2 separate regions of the Zea mays genome follow, and region 1 is linked to region 2. Evidence: chromatin contacts called from public Hi-C data. All regions are on one chromosome and are shown on one strand. Each heading gives the region's core, a stretch centred on a gene start, on an enhancer-like site or on the middle of the called end of the contact. The rest is flanking DNA. Distances are from core to core; before and after follow the strand shown. Region 1 holds the start of LOC100279306 (putative regulator of chromosome condensation (RCC1) family protein). Region 2 holds the start of LOC100384280 (Actin-related protein 3).

What was found. A called contact is a pair of places that touch in the nucleus more often than the background predicts.
Region 1: a Hi-C map of endosperm shows a contact between it and region 2, with 2.6 times the contacts expected there. The contact joins the promoter of LOC100279306 here to the promoter of LOC100384280 in region 2. A contact is called at or near these places in 3 of 25 Hi-C or Micro-C datasets (ear, endosperm and tassel).

The regions. Positions count from the first base shown.
Region 1 is chr4:137,183,773-137,186,832 of Zm-B73-REFERENCE-NAM-5.0, forward strand. It overlaps LOC100279306 (putative regulator of chromosome condensation (RCC1) family protein), which reads right to left and starts at 1,630. Exons shown (of 5, transcript NM_001152327.1): 1 at 469-1,630; 2 at 45-382. The coding sequence starts at 705.
Region 2 is chr4:136,901,544-136,904,878 of Zm-B73-REFERENCE-NAM-5.0, forward strand. It overlaps LOC100384280 (Actin-related protein 3), which reads left to right and starts at 1,276. Exons shown (of 10, transcript NM_001176844.2): 1 at 1,276-1,589; 2 at 1,683-1,932; 3 at 2,034-2,258; 4 at 2,450-2,596. The coding sequence starts at 1,543.

The DNA of each region.
Region 1 (3,060 bases), core at 380-2,879, 280 kb after region 2:
CTAAATAGCCCTATTTCAGAAGGAAAAAGAAACTAAAACATTACCTAATAACACATGGCTTGAACCGGTCTTCTGAATCCCCAAGGCCAAGCTGACCGGAGCAGTTTGCTCCAAACGAATATACATCTCCATTTGAGGTGATAATGATGCTATGGCCTGGCCCGGCAATCACCCGAGAACCATTCTTCTCCCTAACCAGAATGTACCCAAGAACATGCTTCCAAGAGCCTCCACACCGTTGTTTCAGACACTCCTGATCTTCTTGCTTCATCTGCTTAAACATGGTCCTTTTCTGGCACATATCAAATGCCGCAAGCTCCGGAAGTGACAATGCAAAGTCTGGTGCAAAACTTGCAGGTTTGCCGAAAAATACGCATGTAGCCTGAGGACAGAGAGGCTTAATTCATCAGTAGCAGCGTCAGTTACTAAAACATAAAAGCGCTGAGTGAGTGTGGTTGTATGACTTGCCTCCAGATTGGCGAGATCTTTCGGACCTAGATCACAAGATGAGAGCACATGGAGAACAATGGAGGGGCTCACAGCAAGGGGAAATTCGCCTGGGGATCCATCCCCATAGCAATGGCGCTGTGAACGTTGTATTAATGTTGCCAATGGAGATGAATGGGCGATAGACTCATCAGCATTGCTATGGAATTGCATCACTGGCGAGGTTCCACTAGCAGCAGTGTCCATGGGGCACTGCATGTTGCACTCTACAGATGGATGAGAGCAGAAGCAGAGGACTCGGTCTGATAAGAGAAACAAATGACAGTCCGTCACACTTTCGACAAATAGATTGTGCAGCAAGTGCAGGTTTTACACAAACTGGAAGGAGAACAGCAGCAGCAACAAAGAGTTAGATGATCACATTCATAGCTGCGTTTCATCTAAGTTGCTGTCTGCAGAAGACAGACTGATCATATAGTCTCCCTAACAAATTAGCATCAGAATAAACTACGGCTTAGCAACACAAAGGATGGCAGGAAAATGCATCCGTCATTTAACAATAGATCGCATCCTGAAATCAAGATCGACGCAGATCAGACCTTAACGGAGCGTTTAGCACTCGATCATCCCATACCTCTGAGGAAAAAAAAAGATTTTAAAACATGATGATCCGTGGTCAATAGCGGTATATCGCAACAAAAGCTATGGTTCCACCGAAAAATTCCTACAGTATCACAAAATCCCGTTTTAAAGACATCCAACAGACCGATTCCCCACTCGATCACCAAAAATCCCCATATCCGCTCACCAGTCACCACCATGGCCGCTCCAAACCTTCGAAATCCAGCCAAATCCCCCACAAACCATGAACAAATCTTACCTTCCCCGACAGATCGACCAAGAACGGCGAGAAAATCGATCGGATTCCATCAGATTCCCCCCAAAAGCTCTTATCCCCTCTAAATTCGCACATCAACAGGAAGAAAAAAAAGAGAAGCCGCCCACAAAATCGAAGAAGGGGGAGGGCCGGAACAATCCAGATATAGATATAGGCCCGATCGAGGCATCGTACTAGGATTTATAGGAGGGGTTGGTGGTTCATCCGATCCTCGCCGGCTGCAGCGTTGCAACCTCAGCAACTGGGTGCGCACGGAGCGGCGGCCAAGGTGTCGGGGCTGGGAAGTTAGCTAAGGAAGTAGAAAAGGCACAAGGATGCGTCACTCCCATATTTATAGATGCGTTTGTAGGTGCCACGTCAGCATCCTGCTGCGCCTTCAGAGAATGGAGGCGATGATCATCAGGTTCAGGCCGCATTCGGAGCCTCATCTTTCGTAACTGTTGACAACTGTTGAGGGTTGAGTTTATCTTGTGGTTCAACGCCAACGGCACGAATCTCGGCCATTTCCGCGTAAACGGTTACGATGGACAATCATCGTGATTACTAATAACCCCAACCCCATGCATAAAAAGAGAACTGCGATCAGTCACATTGGCTCAGATTAGTTGCCTGGACATGCGGACTCTCCCAACCAAGCCAAAAGCACATCCTCTAGTTGCATGCGCGGGTACCTAGGAGCGAGGCCACGCTAGTCCACCCAACCAATTAGATGGATTTTAAACCTTCCAAGCGATAGATGACGCAGCAAATATCACGCGTAAATCTACTAACTACCTTAACGAACTAACCGTAGTTCACTTGCATTGAGATTCAAATAAGACCTAGAGACCTAGACCACTTTTGATTTAGTTAAAAAAAACACCATAAAAGGATATGAATATAGTGCCACCTTGATTTTGAAATAAGATATGATCATCCCTAAATATGGAATACATTGTTGATTGAGACATCTTATCTAATAGACAAAAACCAATTCAATACTTTTTTTTACTTTTATGTTATTGTTTATCTCTTGATTCAATGAAGACATCCTAGGCTTCCTAGCTGATCTAGAGTAACTTGACGATGTCTTTGACTCTTTGTCCCGATAGGGTGTCTCTTACTCCTAAATGAGAGCTCTGATGGTTAATTTGCTAACTTATTCGAAAACTAGTCGTTCTTCATCAAGGAAATATGATGGCCATCTTTTGATTGTTTGCTTGTAAGCTTTGTCGCTCTTCGCCGTAAAAGTGTATTAGTTATCTGCCATGTTATTCAGTCTGTAGCGACCCATATGATAGATATTCTTGATAGTATGTGAAAATAATCTTTGAATTAACACAATTTTGGTGGCTGTACTAGGAACGATCGTTTCAGCTCTACTTTTACAGCAAAATTATCTTGCCCTAGCCATATTCTCAATTGATCTATGATCTTATGTTTTCCATCACTATTGCATCTAGTATAAAAGATCGATTGCATCTGGTTCTGACCCCTTTGTTATCTTGCTTGTTGTTTTGTAACTTGTTAGTGTTGCTATTATAAAAATCAGCAAGGTGATTGAATTATTAATTATGAAGTTCTAAGGTGTTGCATCACAATTATTAGTATCCAGAAAAGGCATGTTCCCGGATACTCAACACCGATGAAGGAAAACATCGACAAGCCTGGCTCGTACTCTCAGGGCCCAATGCTCGGGGACCTACTGAAAGGGAAATATATCTTTGGCCCATTTA
Region 2 (3,335 bases), core at 26-2,525:
TTGAGATGATGAAGGTATGTTATTCGTAACCTTCGTCTGAAAATCAATATATTTTAAGATAAATAATGCTTTGAAGGACGAATGTCTTTAACCATTAACATTTGTGTTGCCTTGCTCTTAACTAATTGAATTTGAGAGCAAGTGACCAAAATGTGAGCATCTTCTAAACATCTCTACGACTACGAGGATTCTAAGTGAGTTTGCCATAGCGTAAAACAAAATGTCACAAATAGGATTTTCGATAATCATGCGGCATAAATAGTCGTCCCTTCGTACTGTTATTTTTCATTCAGAGTTACTATATGAAGAGTTTGTTTGGATTAGAGAACTTCCATAGGAAATCCAAAAAACCTAATTTCTAAGAAACAACTGTCTTTCAATTTTAAGATACAGATGCTTACGTGCATAGAGTATATATGATTTTATTAAAAGATAAAGATTTGTGCCATTAAAATTAAAACCACATAATATGCATGTATTTGTGTAGGGTTGGACGAAATAATTGTGGCTGGTCTACTCGCTCGGCTTGTGATTATCTTGACTCGGCTTGTTTTATTTTTGTCGCGAGCTAAGCTAGTATCTTAGCTCGGTTTGTTAATGAGTTAGCTCGAGCCGAGTTTGAACCAGCTCGTTAGCTCGAATAAGCTAGCATTTGTCAGTAAACAAATGCTTCATTTGTGTTGGTTAAACTAATAAACGTTGAGTGTTGAATTGATGTGGTATGTGAAATTGTAAATATTTTTAATCTTTTTCTAGTATTAAATTAGTCTAGATTAATTAGAAATTAATTATATTATATATATATATATATATATATATATATATATATATATATATATATATATATATATATTGATTTTTATTGTAGCTTAGCTAAACGAATTCGTTCCAACTTGTAAGCCGAGTCGAGCTCACTCGTGAAATATTCACGTCATCATATCTTTTTGTCACACAAGATCTCTTGCCATCACAAAGATTTGGGCCCACCTTCCAACAGGCAGCGAAACGCCTGGAGAGCGGAGAAAAGCGGACGTGCACGCAGGCGTCGGTGGCGGTGTCGCTAACTCGCCATCATCCTGCACGCCACCAGCGTACCAACCCGAAGACGAACACGCGCACACGCCGCACTCGAACACACACTCGACGCAATGCAACGCAGCGCAGCGTTGTCACAATGTCACGCCAGGACAAATCCAGCGCTCCCTGAAGCAGAGAAAGACCGCGACCAAAAGCAAGTTCGATCTCCGCTCCTCCAGTCTCCACCGCCCGCCAACCCCGAGATATACCTCCCTTCCTCTCGAAGCTTCGTCTCCAGAGTCCAGACGACGTCGCCGGCTCTTCACTCGGCGCTGGTGCTGGTGGTTGCCAGTGGCGGTGGCTGGGTGGCCGGGTGGCGGTGTTGCTGGGATGCCCGCCGCGACGGCGACCGCCGCCCGCCTCCGACTGCCGCTGCCAAAAGCAGCCCACCGCTCGCCCTGCTCGAGCCGGCGCCTCTCCAATTGCCACCGCCACTGACGAGCGACCACACGCTTGGCGCCCGCCATGGACGCCTTGTCCCGCCCCGCTGTTGTCATCGACAACGGCACCGGGTACGACCTCCCTCCCTCTCCCTAGATCTGCGCGCGAAGGCGCGACGACGGTGAGTCACGCTGCTGATCTGCTCCTACTCTCGCTCGCGGCAGGTACACGAAGATGGGGTTCGCGGGGAACGTGGAGCCCTGCTTCATCACCCCCACTGTCGTCGCCGTCAACGATTCCTTTTCCGGTTCAGGCCAGCCGGCGGCGAGGGGCGCCCCTGCCAGGGGGAACTGGCTCGCTCAGCACAGTGCCGGCGTCATGGCTGACCTCGACTTCTACATCGGCCAGGAGGCGCTGGCCCGATCCCGCGCCAGCAGCTCGCACAGCTTGAGCTATCCCATCCGCAACGGCCAGGTGGGCGCTCCAGCTGTGTACTGCCGTGTGCCGTGTCCAGTTGCTGCTGTTTTTTCACGACCTTACTTACGATTGAATTAGGCTGAAATGAACTCTTTCAGGTGGAAAATTGGGATTCTATGGAGAGGTTTTGGCAACAGTGCATCTTCAATTACCTCCGGTGCGACCCAGAAGATCATTATTTTCTTCTAACTGAGAGCCCTCTGACTGCCCCTGAGATCCGGGAGTATACCGGGGAGATCATGTTCGAGACGTTCAATGTGCCCGGCCTCTATATTGCTGTCCAACCTGTCCTTGCTCTAGCTGCTGGGTACACTACAACCAAGGTTAGTCAGCATAGCTTAGCCTTGTTGTTTCTTTAGCATAGGCATGCCTTACGCTAAAATGAATGGCAATAGCATCGAGCAGGCCATGTTTTAGTGTACTTGAAAAATGCTTCATCGCTGTTTTTCTTTCTTCCCTGTTGAGCGATCATCACACTCTTACATTTATGAGAAACTTCATGCTTTGTTTTCAGTGTGAAATGACAGGTGTTGTAGTTGATGTGGGTGATGGGGCTACCCACATCGTTCCAGTTGCTGATGGTTATGTCATTGGGAGCAGTATCAGATCTATTCCAATTACAGGCAAGGATGTTACCCAATTTATTCATCAACTTCTAAAGGTAGCTCCTTTGCTTTCTTGCTGATTGTCACAAGATAATACTGAACTCTCAATTTCTCTAGAGTAGCTTATCACTTTATCAGATGTAAAGAGAAAAAAAGGGCGTACTCAGTGCCGTAGGCTTCCCGCACTGTGCGGGGTCTGGGGAAGGGTATCTTTAAGCGCCAAGCCTTACCCGCATAATATGCAGAGGCTAGGGCTCGAACCCGGGACCTTCCGGTTACAGACGGTAGGCTCTACCGCTGCACCAGGCCGGTAGAAAACAGTACTTTGTTCAACAGAGAATGGAACATAATAGAATTATGAAATTGTTGTTAATTTGGAAATGTGGCTATCATACTGGTATGTTCCTTGCGTAATAATATATCAAACAACAAGCTTCACTTAAACTTCGTTCGAGAAAAAGCTTCACCTTAACATGTTAAGGATAGCCACAGCAAGCAATAAAACCATAGCTGCTCTTTTTAAAAAAATCATAGATCTGTTGGGCTATCACTTGAACTTTGCCTATGATGTGATTTTTGTGAATATCTTCTAGATTCTTTGATTCACCTACCGTTGTTTTCTAATAAAGATTGTAACAATGTCTTTCAGAGTAAATGGACACCTATGTAAGATTAAAACTATTTTCCATTGGCATGCAACTTACTTGGTGAATTGATTTATAGTTTAACTTTGACATAGATACAAAGCATCCACCTCTTTTTCTTACATAGTTTGATAAAGTCACCGAGTCTTGT